Regions from separate parts of the Mus musculus genome. Here region 1 is linked to region 2. Evidence: chromatin contacts called from public HiChIP or PLAC-seq data. All regions are on one chromosome and are shown on one strand. Each heading gives the region's core, a stretch centred on a gene start, on an enhancer-like site or on the middle of the called end of the contact. The rest is flanking DNA. Distances are from core to core; before and after follow the strand shown.

Region 1 (5,525 bases), core at 1,639-4,138, 240 kb before region 2:
GTGACCCAATGGGTGTTTCTGTCATAGTCCTGCCTAGAGATCAGACAGCGAACCTGGAATGACTTTAGATACCAGAGCCCAATGGACTGTTCTTGTTGTAACTCTTCTGCCTTGGTTCCAGGCCACAGGCCTCTGCTTACAGTCCTGCAGCCGCCGCTTCTCCAGCACCCTCTGCCCATACCAGCTACAGCGAGGGTCCAGCTGCCCCTGCACCCAAGCCTCGGGTCGTAACCACTGCCAGCATCCGGCCTTCTGTCTACCAGCCAGGTGAGAGCTGGGGGCGGGGGGCTGAGGGCTCAAAGGGTTATCTGCTTCAGACCAAGCCTCCAGAGTGAAGGGGGCCTATCCTTCCCTCTCCTGGTTGTAGGGCAGAATCCGACTGAGCCTTGGAGCCTGTATTTGACCTGGGATGACACGTGGGTTGTACCAGGCAGGGATGGAACTACTTAGCTCTTAGGAAACAGATAGTCCTAGCTGGACGTTTCCAGACCGAGTTGAGAGAAAAGACGATGGGGGTTGCGGGGACAGAAAGAGTAAAAAGCTGTTTCTCTAAGAATCTGGGATGGCCTCAAACTAGAGGACAAGAAACTATAACAACAAAAAAAAATGCCCCAGGCTTTAGGCCAGCTTACTGTGTCACTTTGTCCTTTTGGGAAAGCTGCTCAACCAGTCTAGTATATGGCCTGCTCAGGTGACAGGGGATAACTGGGGCGCATGGACACACATAGCAGTAGAGTGGACCCAAGGCAGAGCTCACTGGTTGTGGTTGTGTCTCTATGGCCCCTGCCCCATCGGTGCTGAGTTTCATCCTGGGATGGGAGGTAGCTTTTTGTTTCCTAAGTTTCTAGGCAAGGTTGGATTTCTTCCTCAGAGCCCAAGGTAGTTCTTGGGCTTCCTGCCAGCCATTGTGCCAAGAATCTCAGGGCTCTCTAGCAGGTCTTTTCCCAGTTAGAGGAAGGTCCTATGTACTACGGCTATGCCCATAGGAAGGCCCTTGACAGCCAAGCCCCGAGTCTACTCACAGTCTTTCTTCCTGTTGCGTTCTGACCCTGAACTTTAGGAGGGCAGGGCTGTGGCAGACTTTCTCCTTTGTATGTGCCTGACTTGAACTTGCCATGAGGATACATTCAACCAATAAAGAAATGGGATAGATAGATGGAGGTGTTAACCTGGTGGTAGAGTGTATGCCTAGTATGGGTGAGGCCTCTGGGCTCAATCCCTAGCATCACACACACACACACACACACACACACCCGAGGCAGGAGGGTAATCATAGAGTAACAGGAAGAGGTCATGAGCTTACACTCTATACTCCGGCAGCTGTGCACACACAGGGAGTGAGCCTTAAGTATTCCTTTAATTATCCCTTGATAGCCATTCCATAGGTTGATAAAATAGGATTTTAGGTATGTATATACTTTCCAAGTAAACATTATACTTCTGGGGCTGGAGAGATGGCTCAGTGGGTAAGAGCACTGACTGCTCTTCCAGAGGTCCTTAGTTCAATTGCCAGTAACCACATGGTGGCTCACAACCATCTGTAATGGGATCTGATGCCCTCTTCTGGTGTGTCTGAGGACAGCAACAGTGTATTCATATGCATAAAATAAATAAATCTTTAAAAAAATACACGTCCAGCATGCATATATATGTATATATATATATATATATATATATATATATATTCATCTTGAATTTATAAAAAGCAATGATGATTTTTCATTTACTATTACAATACAAATGTTTTTCTTCACTCAAAACTACTATGGACTATATGGTCTCTCTATATAGTTTGTTTTGCTTTTGAGATGAGATCTCTATGTGGTCCTGACTGTCCGGGAACGCCATATGTAGATCAGGCTCTGTCTCCCCAATGCTGGGATTAAAGGCATGTGCCACTATGCTCTGCTTTACACATAAAATCTTAATAGACTTTGTGTGTGTGTGTTTGTTGGCAGGGTAGCTCAGGTAGACCAGGCTGATTGTTGATCCTCCTTCCTGGACCTCCCAAGTCCTGGGATTATACGCATGTGCCACCACACCCAGTTTTTAATAGACTTTTTAAAGATCAGTTTTCAGTTCATAGCAAAATCGAATGAAAGGTGTCATTTCCCAAATACCCTATGACCTCACCCCATGAACACACACACACACACACACACTTTTCCAATGCACAAACCATTTGTGGTAAAACGAGGAAGGGAATAAGTTACAGGCCTGCTTAGGGAAAAGAGACGGGTTATTTTAAGGGAGAAGGAAGGGGGCTTGTGTCCTACAAGTGTGAACTGGCCAAGTAGACTTGGGATAAAGAATAACACAAAGTCTAGGCTCCAGAACACATCCTGATAAGGCATTGATGAGACCCAAGGAAGCTTTTCTCTTGAGGCTTTCCTGACTAGAGCGACAGAATCAGTCCCCTGCTTTATGAAGCTCACCGACAACAGAACTGAGTATGGACAGGAAACATTTTAGCATGGGTGGGACACCCAGCCTGCTGTAAGGAATAAGCAAACTACCTCATCTCTCAGACCTGAATTTTCTCATTTGAGTAAGATAGGATTTCTATAACCTCTTGTTATATCTGCAGAGATAAAATAATATCTGTAGTCTGATGCCATCTCTTGCACTTCTGGGCCGAGGAAAGGAAATTCTGAAGTCAGAGCTCCACAGGCTGAGGTGGCATTTTGGAAGGGGAGCGGTACAAATCTCCTACGTAGGAGACAGAATGATCACTCAGTGCGGCCAGGAAACACAGGAAGGCGTTTGCAGAAGCCGGTAGGAGTAGTGTCAGGTGCAGACCTTTCCCAGCAGCACCGCAGGCCCTCCCGGCACCTTTCTTGTCCTGTCCCCGCATGCCCACCAGGGGGCGGCCGGGCCCTCCAGCCGCTTCTCCCGCAGCGGCCTGGGCGGCGGAGACCGGCAGGAGCCAAGGCCTTTCCACGGTTCCCAGACTGTGCAGACGTTAACTCATCCCTGCCTGGAGCAGAGGAGAGGCCTGCCTCCACCCTTCCTTCTCTCCAGGGAGGCTGGGTTGGCAACGGGCTCCGGGGGCGGCTGGTAGGCTGCCAGGCCAGCCGGGGATACGGGCCCGCACCCCGCTCCTCTGCTGGGCTGCGGGGACTTGGGCGCCGCCGAGCACGAGCAGCCCGCTCGCGGCCAGTCCCCGGCCGCAGCTTCCGGGGGGTGGGGGACGGAGGCAGGGCGGGGTTCGAGCCGGCATCTTATCTCTGGCGCCTGGGCTGGGCATCCGTTTCCCCAGAACACCTGGGGCCAGTGGGCGGAGGACACCTTGGTCCCCGGGATGGCCACGTCGGCCTGCGGGCCGGGCGGCGACCCGGGCGCTTGCCGGCGACTTAGCCCGGGCTAAGTGACTCAGATCACCTTGTTGTTTAATTACACAGTCCCGGGGCCGCCAAGTGCGATAGGAGCCCTTTGAACGTGCCAATTAGAGATGAAATATCACCTTCTAATTCGAACCGGCTTAATTCCGTCACGTAGAAATAGCAACAGCCCGGGGCTCGGAGATGGGATATCAGGTTTCTTACGGCATTTGGAGCGTAGAGGGGCGAAGCAGGCAGGAGCTGAGAGGAGAGGGGACCGTGCTCCCCGCATGTCCTCTCCCTTCTCCTTCCCCCTCCCCAGGGATCTGCCCGGGCGAACCGCCCGGAAGAGAAAGTCCTCCTCCTGTTTGTAGCCCCAGCGGGTAGGAGGTAGGAACCTGGTCCAGGATTCCAGCCTTCCTCTCTGGGGCCTTGAGTAGGGGTTTGGAAAACGAAGGCGGTTCAGGAAAGCCTCGGATAGGAGGAAGAGAATGTCTGCCCTACCGAAGGAGCGGTTGGAGAGGGAGGCAAGGTGGGCGAGGGCGGGGTTTACTTGGAAGGAGCATGCTGGAGCCTGGTTCTGCATTCGGAGTGGTTTAGAGGAGCTGATTAGGGTGCGTTTCAGATAGGAAGCTTGCAAGCTGGCTGACCTCGAGTAGCCACTTAAGCTCTCCAGGTTGTCTGTAAAGTTGACTCGCAAGTACTCTGCCTCTTGCTATTACACAAACTCCTGTGCAACACTGTGAAAGCCAGTAGCTCTTGGCAGCCACTGTTGCAAAGAACCATCCGAGAGGCAGACACTTTTAGGAAAAAAAAAAGGCAGGTAAAATTGATTTAAATACATTTTTATTTAGCTCAGCATATGAAAATTTCTGAGTTTTTTGTGTTCTTTATTCAGGGTTTCTCAACTTGCTCTGTAGATCAGGTCTCTAGAGCTGGGATTAAAGGTGTGCACCACTGCACCTGACCTTTTAAAAAATATTTTATTTTATTGTGTGTACATTGGTGTTTTGCCTTTACGTGAGGGCGTCAGATCCCCTGGAATTGGAGTTACAGACAGTTGTAAGCTGCCACGAGGGGGTTGGGAATTGAACCTGGATCCCAGCTTGTGCTCTTAGCCACTGAGCCATCTCTCCAAAGCCATCTTTTCAGCCTCAAATGCGTGTGTGTGTGTGTGTGTGTGTGTGTGTGTGTGTGTGTGTGTGTGTACACTAGAACGCAGGTGCCTACATAGGCCAGAAGAAGGTGTGGAATCCATTGAAGCTTAAGTTTAAGGCAGTTATAAGCCATGAGACATGAGTGTTGGCAATCCAATTCCAGTCTTTTACTAGTACATGCTCTTAACCACTGGGACGTTTTTCCAGACACAGCTCAGTATATTAAAAATGGTTCAGAGCTGGACTCTATTCAGATGCATGCTAGCTATTTCAGAAGCTGAGAAATAAGGTCACTTGAGGCTAGCTGGGTAACACGTAGAGACCCGGCTCAACACACAAACAAGGGGCTGAAGAGGCAGACCCGTGGTTAAGAGCACTAGCTACTCTTCCACAGGACCCACAGCCAACTTACTCCAGTCCCAGAGAATCCAACACGCTTTTGGCTTCCCCTAGGTACTAGGCATGCATGAGGTACACAGACATACATGCAGGCAAACATCTGCACACATTAAATTTAAAAATAAATAAACAGCTTTAACATACAATCAATATAAGATAATTATTACTAAGATACTTTATATTCTTTTATTAAGTCTTCAGATTTTTAAACTGAATAGCACATCTCAATTTAGACTAACTGCCTTTCAGGTGCTTAGTACATAAGGCCATGGCTTGACGATCACACGGCTTTCATTCCTAATTCCTTTTAGAGCTAGGTGTGGAGGCACATGTCTGTAATCCCGCACTCAAGAGGCTGAGATACCAGGATCTCTGAATTGTTGAGGCCAACCTGGAATACAGAGTGAGTTCCAGACTAGCCTGGGCTATATGTCAAAAAACAAACAGCTTGGCTGGGCCTTTGATCTCAGCACTTGAGAGGCAAAGCCAAGCAGAACTCTGGGTTCCAGAATAGCATGATCAACAGAGTGAGTTCCAGGGACAGCCAGAGAAACCCTGTTTCCAAAAAAAAAAAAAAAAAGACCAGCACAGAGGATTGTGGCTTGTAAAACAAGAAGGAAACAAAGGATAGAAGAAATGAAATGAAAAG
Region 2 (6,091 bases), core at 2,550-5,049:
ACATCCGTGCACGATGCCTGAGGAGGGCAGAGCAGGCACAGCTCCACTGGCCCTGGAGTTCTGGATGGCTCTGCATCACCACTGGGTGCTAGGAATCAAATCCACAAGAGCAGCCTATGCCCTAACCACAGTGCTCTCTCCAGCCCCTCCCTACACTGAATTCTAAGAACTTTACACTAAAACTGGTAGCAGAACAATCTGTTGAGAAAGTTGTTCTCTTCAGAACAGATGCTTCAGGAGAGACACATACAAATGGAGAGGTGAGGGAAGGCACCCACCACAAACACAGATTTACCCTAGCAAACAACTGGATGACAGATGATGTACCCAGAATATCATGTCCACCGGGAACAATCTCTGCTGTGTTTGAAAACATGTCAGAACCTTTGAACAAATCTTGTCAAATCAATTGTTTATTACAGTATCCATCTTTGCTACAAAAATAGATTTTTTGTTTTTTGTTTTTTTTTGAGACAGGATCTTATCTATGTAGTCCAGGCTGGCACTGAATTTCAGATTTTCCTGTGTTACAGAAAATCAGGTACGCATATGGCCATACCGGGCTACTGACAGAATCCAGGCTTTGAGTTCCAGCTCTTATCTAAGTCTCTGGTCCTCTGTAAATCCTTACCAGAGGCAAATCTAGTAGCCTCAGTTAAATATGACTTAGGAAAAAAAAAATCACAAAACCAAGTTTTATTAAATATTTACTTGAAATAAAGTACTCACCAGCACTTCCAGGTGGTCTTTACTTTAAACTATCTCTTTTCACTATAGATTAGACTATTGTATTGATTCAGTACAGGATTTATTCCTGTTTTTTGAGATAGGGTCTAACTGAGTGGCTCAGCTCTCAGAGCTAGGATTGCAGCAAGTCACCAGACCTGGTTCAGCCTCGAGGGCTTTATTTTAGGAAACTCAGGTGTAAGGTCGCTGTGGAGGAAAGGTTAGATAGAGAGGGCTCAAGGCTGGGAAAGGGATGTCAAGGAACAGATGAGGTCTCTCGTAATAAACACTGGGAGAGCCGATGAGGCAGGAGGATCAAGAACAAAATTCCCAAAACACTATGAGAAGACAATTCACTTAGGCATGGGACAGGGGGCGAAGAGGCAGTGTGATGTTAAATAAATGTAATGGTTTACTTTGTAGAACGTTACTTTATCTTGCTGTATCATCATGCAATGCTGTTACTGTTAACTAACTACAAACGGGTTTCTCTATTTCTGCTCTGTTCACTCCACTTTGAGCAAGTGCTTTGGTTACTGTGATCTGGTAAGGCTGATGATATTTGTTGCTAGGCTCAATATTTTGCTATTAAAACTTCTGTGACAAGAGCACTTAAAATAATAAAACTACGGCAAACTCAAATTGCTTTAATGACTAACAAGACAGAAAAAACCCACCAAATCACAGGATGCACACCCTCTGTAAAGACAAGGACAGTTTAGCATTTGCAATACAATGCCTCTGGCTCGACAGACATCCTTGTTTGTTCTGGAGGGGGGTAGAATTTGAGTTCCCGGCTTGTGGGGGAAGGAGGGAGGGAGGGAGGGAGGGAGGGAGGGAGGGAGGGAGGGAGGGAAGGAAGAAAGAGGAAGGTGAGGTGTAGGAGAATGACTACCCCTTTTATATAATTTTGAGCTGCATGGGAAATCAGAGGTCAAAGTGGTTCCAATGGCTTCTAGCAGAGGGAACTACAGGGCTAAGGGACAATTAGGCTCCAAAGGGAGATCCTAGACTTGGGTAGACTCAATGCGAATTTGGTAAATCATTAAACCTTTTGCCACAACCTTTGTTCCACCACTGGGAACACCATCACAGCCCCAGTTTTTCCAGTGCAGAAACATTTCTATAGTTTTTAGTCAGCTGGTAGTAAAAAGACTACTGGACAGAACCGAGGCAGACAAAGGTCTAGTCCTGCAATTCTCAACCTGTGGGTCCCCCGTAACCCCTGAAGGGGTTGCATATCAAATATCCTGCCTATTAGATATTTACATAACTACTCCTAACAGTAGCAAAATTACAGTTATGAAGTTGCAATGAAATGAATCACTGTTCTAGTCTAACCTCTGCTCACTTGCCAATTCAACCTCCATCAAGACTCCTACTCAATACATTAAGTTTAAGCAACAGAAAAAAGGTGGTTTTTCTTTTAATAGTCTTTTTTTTTTTTAAAGCACCTTTAACGCTGTATGATTGTGTACTGTAGTGGAGAGAAAATGAAAAACGTATTTTTCTTCCCTAAAAAAAGGCTGTAAGCCAATCTACACACATCCCAAAAGTTTAAACCACAGGATACCCTGGTAACTACCAAATCTAACTGATTCAACTCCCTAAGGACTCTACCTTTTGCCTAGGCTCAATTCTGGTACTAGCCAGGACAAGAACACACCCCCAGGGCTATTTCATTCTATTGGCTGGCAGGCAGTTCTGTAGTCTACACCCTTTAGATTTAATGTCAGGTCGCCCTGTTTGTCAGAGACCTTACTCTGCTCGATATTTTACATTTTCCAAGGGGAGAAAAGAGGCACAACACAAAAAGCCATCAGTGTAAAATTATAATAATTTAGAAGATTAGTAAGCTGCGCTGGTTAATCAAACTTTCAAGATTCCAACTCCAAAAAGAAGATAATTTTTCTCTGTTCTTGTATCGTCGGCTGCTGGCGTTAAGGGTTCACGGTCTATGACATGACAGGCACCGAGGCTAAAGAAAAGCTGTACAGTGTCCTCAGTGAAGTCAGCATCAACACAAGCAGAGGCTTGGGGTGAAGACTTGCCCAGTAAAAAGGCTGGCATATTACGTGGTAGTTTTAGGGCGGAAAAAAAAAATCAGTATCCTCTAAGGCTGCCACACCCGAGGCGGGGGAGCCCGAAGCGGGGCACGGCCTGCAGAACTGGGCTGGGCCGAGTAGCGGCCCGGGCTACGGGAGTCTGGAGGGGAGGGAGGACAGAAAGGGGCCGGAGGGCGCTCACCTCCCTTGCAGGGCGTGCGGTGCTGGCTGTGCTGGGCCCGGTAGCCTTCGATGACCTCCCAGGAGCCGTCGTCGCGCCGGATGGGGAAGGAGAGGCTCAACACATGGTTGCAGGGCTTGATGATCCTCAGGATGCCGCGCACCCGGTTCCGCTTCTGCTCCTCGCTCTCCCGGGTCTTCAGGTCTTCCACCAGCTTGTCCTCTACGATGCTGGCGCCGCGGTCGAAGAAGCCCTCCACCATCTTGAAGAAGTTGGGGTCGTCTTCGCGGTCGGCGGCCGCTTCGCTGTAGTGGCGCCGGGCGACCGGCGTGAGCCCGGGTTGCGGGGCGGCGGAGGGCTGTCCGCGGGCCCAGCCCAGCAGCGCGGCTGAGTCTGCAGCCGCAGAGCCCAGGGCAGCGGGCCCGGCGCGGGACAGCAGCAGCGCTTCGCCCAGACGGCGGTACATGGCGGCGGCGGCGGGCTGAGGCGAGTGCGGCGGGAGCTGTAAAGACCGGAGCTCGCAGGCCTGGACCGCGGGGAGGAAGGGCTGGGCGCGAGCTGCCCTTTTAAGCCGCGGCTTCCTGCTTGTCTGGCTGTCCCCTCCCCTGCGCCGCTTGTCGCCCCACCGGGAGGACGGACTTCGGCGGCCGCGCGCCGCCCAGGGCGCTGGGCCTCGCCTCCGCCGCGGCCTTGCCCGGCCTCCAGGCGGCGGCGCGTGCGGCTGCGGCGGCGGGGGGCGCGCCTTTGCAGATGGGCTTGGTGCGCATGCTCGCGGGCGGGGGCGGGGCTAGCGTGGACGCGCGCGGGCTGCGGCCCGGAGGCCTGGGCTCCTGAGAGCGGTCGGACGCGGCCGCGGCCCGGAAGGTCGGTCCCGTGTGCACGCGCGGCGGCCTGGGAGGTGGAAGCGGACTGCAGGGAGGCCTCGCTGGCTGGCCAGCAGCCCCGGCCGCATGAGTCACCAGGCCCCTCCTTTCCGCCTTGGGCCGGAACGGTGTGCGGATCCGCTGCGCGGCCGGCCGGAGAGTGACGCCGCGCCGAAGCCGAAGAGGCGCGGGGCAAATCCCGACTCATCCCGAATCCGACTGTTGAGGAACCGGGAAAGCAAGAAGCCTCAGGACAGGAGGGAGGCCCTGACCCCACAGGCCTTTACTTTGCACAAGGTTTTAATTTGTTGTAGGCAACTTCAGCGATTTTGAGGTAAAACAGTTATGCAAAGCATTGTTGACTCTTTCGCGTGCCACTTTATTTTACCTTTTTTTTTTTTTGAAAAGTCAGGGCCCCTGTAGCCCAGGCTTGCCCAGAACTCATGGGAACTTGCCTGCTTCTGCTCCCCCAGCCCACTCCCCTGAGTGCTAGGATTACAGGCTTGAGTCAGCACACCCGCACATAGTTGTAACTCCACCATTGACTGAGTGTGTGCCCCTCTTTTGGAATCACGTCCTAAAGTAAACTAGAAATATAATGTCTCAGTATATATATTTAATTTCTGCGACTCACTTTATGGATCAGGCTGGCCTTGTCTGAGTGCCTGAGTGCTTAGATTAAAGGAATGTGACATCCTGTGTGTGTGTGTGTGTGTATATACACACACACATATATATACACACATATATATACATATATATATACATACACATATTATTTAAATGGTCTAGGATCTGATTACTAAGTTATAATTTTCACAATGGTAGCCAGGCTTGAGTGCTACACTCTGGGAACCCCAGAACCTGAGAGGTGGGGGCAGGAGGATAGAGTTTGATTCCAGCCTGGGCAACATGAGATACTCATTTTTCTCAAACAAAGCTACAAGAAAATCCAGTTGAACACACACACACACACACACTAACATCCTTTAAGTCAAGCTACCTATCACGTGCCACATTACTAGTAAAATCACCCCAGAGTGCCTTGGCGATTTTGTAAACCCTTGGACTTTGTGACACTATTCATCTCTTACATGACTTTATTCATCTACTAAGCATGAAAGAGAAATTCTTAGTTCTTAAAATGTTTTGTACACGTGAAGTGACAACCTAGACCAGTTAAGTTGCATTCATTTATCTCAGCGAACTCTAAAGCAATATTGAGCTTTCCTTCCCAGTGACTTATATCTTATCTTATTTGCTGAGTGATAACCGTTAACTGTATTTATTATGTATTAATATTAATTACATCAATATAAACAGTGGTTGATATAATAAAATATAGTTATATTTGTAATAAACAATAAATGATAACCATTAATTATATTTGTATTGTGTTTTTTTAGCAAAAAAGATTCTCCGGCCTGCAGCATGATTTTGGCTTGATGTGAAAAGATTAAGGTACCAAATTTCCTTTTCACTTGATAATATTATCACTCTATGATTTTATATTACACAAAACAAAACATTCTACCTAGAACCTAAAGTTTCAAAAGAATAAGACTCCCAAATCCTGAGGTTTAAGCATTAGCCTGACTAGTGTCTGTGAGCACATGGAAGCATATCTTTTGATATATTGTTGTTTTGAAACAAGAGTCTCACATTATAGCCAGGCGTGTCTGTAGCTCACTGTGTAGCTCAGTGGGATTGCCTGTTAAACTACCATATCAATTTTCTTTACTGATAGTCATAGCCTTAAAAAATGTTTAATAGCTGGGCGTGGTGGCTCACACCTTTCATCCCAGCACTTGGGAGGCAGAGGCAGGCGGATTTCTGAGTTCGAGGCCAGCCTGGTCTACAAAGTGAGTTCCAGGACAGCCAGGGCTACACAGAGAAACCCTGTCTCGAAAAAACAAACAAACAAACAAAAAACAAGAAATAAGTTTAATATTACTTTTTCTATGCTTTAGTTACCTAAATTGAAGACATTTTTCGAAGGGAGAAGAAATATAAAGAAATATAACTGTAGAAGTTATTTTATTTAAAAAAAATTCATATCTCTTGTGTGTTAGTATGTTAAAAATAGATAAGGTCTATGGTGCTGTCTGTAATCTCAGCACAGGAGGAATCAGGCTGAAGCAGGAGGATTGCCATGAATTTAGGCCACAACATTCATGTCACATAATGAACTCAATAGCCAGAAGGACACTGTCTTAAGGGGAGGAAGGGAGGAAGCAAACAAACTTAGAACTCTGAGAACCTGAGAATATAGTTTT

The links. HiChIP or PLAC-seq counts read pairs in DNA pulled down with a chosen protein or histone mark.
Region 1: a contact with region 2 is called in an H3K27ac HiChIP or PLAC-seq map of extraembryonic endoderm stem cells. The contact joins the enhancer-like site here to the promoter of Shld2 in region 2. A contact is called at or near these places in 1 of 39 promoter capture datasets (embryonic stem cells), 6 of 484 Hi-C or Micro-C datasets (cardiomyocytes, embryonic stem cells, nephron progenitors and 2 more), 15 of 115 datasets of contacts at active chromatin or transcription factors (the 230-238 cell line, craniofacial prominence, embryonic basal ganglia and 10 more) and 2 of 9 other capture datasets (adipose tissue and liver).

What each region holds. Positions count from the first base shown.
Region 1 is chr14:34,546,919-34,552,443 of GRCm38.p6, reverse strand. It overlaps Ldb3 (LIM domain binding 3), which reads left to right. Exons shown (of 15, transcript NM_001039074.2): 10 at 122-267. Among named protein-coding and RNA genes, the nearest start is that of 9230112D13Rik, 27 kb to the right of the region's middle. Within about 2 kb of position 2,888, at least 292 of the 459 cell types and tissues checked have an H3K27ac peak or open chromatin away from gene starts, as enhancers often do. A contact at or near this core is called in adipose tissue, craniofacial prominence, embryonic basal ganglia and 12 more, where this site is marked.
Region 2 is chr14:34,308,225-34,314,315 of GRCm38.p6, reverse strand. It overlaps Shld2 (shieldin complex subunit 2), which reads left to right and starts at 3,799. Exons shown (of 10, transcript NM_001360074.1): 1 at 3,799-4,149; 2 at 5,222-5,276. It overlaps Glud1 (glutamate dehydrogenase 1), which reads right to left and starts at 3,589. Exons shown (of 13, transcript NM_008133.4): 1 at 2,974-3,589. The coding sequence starts at 3,418.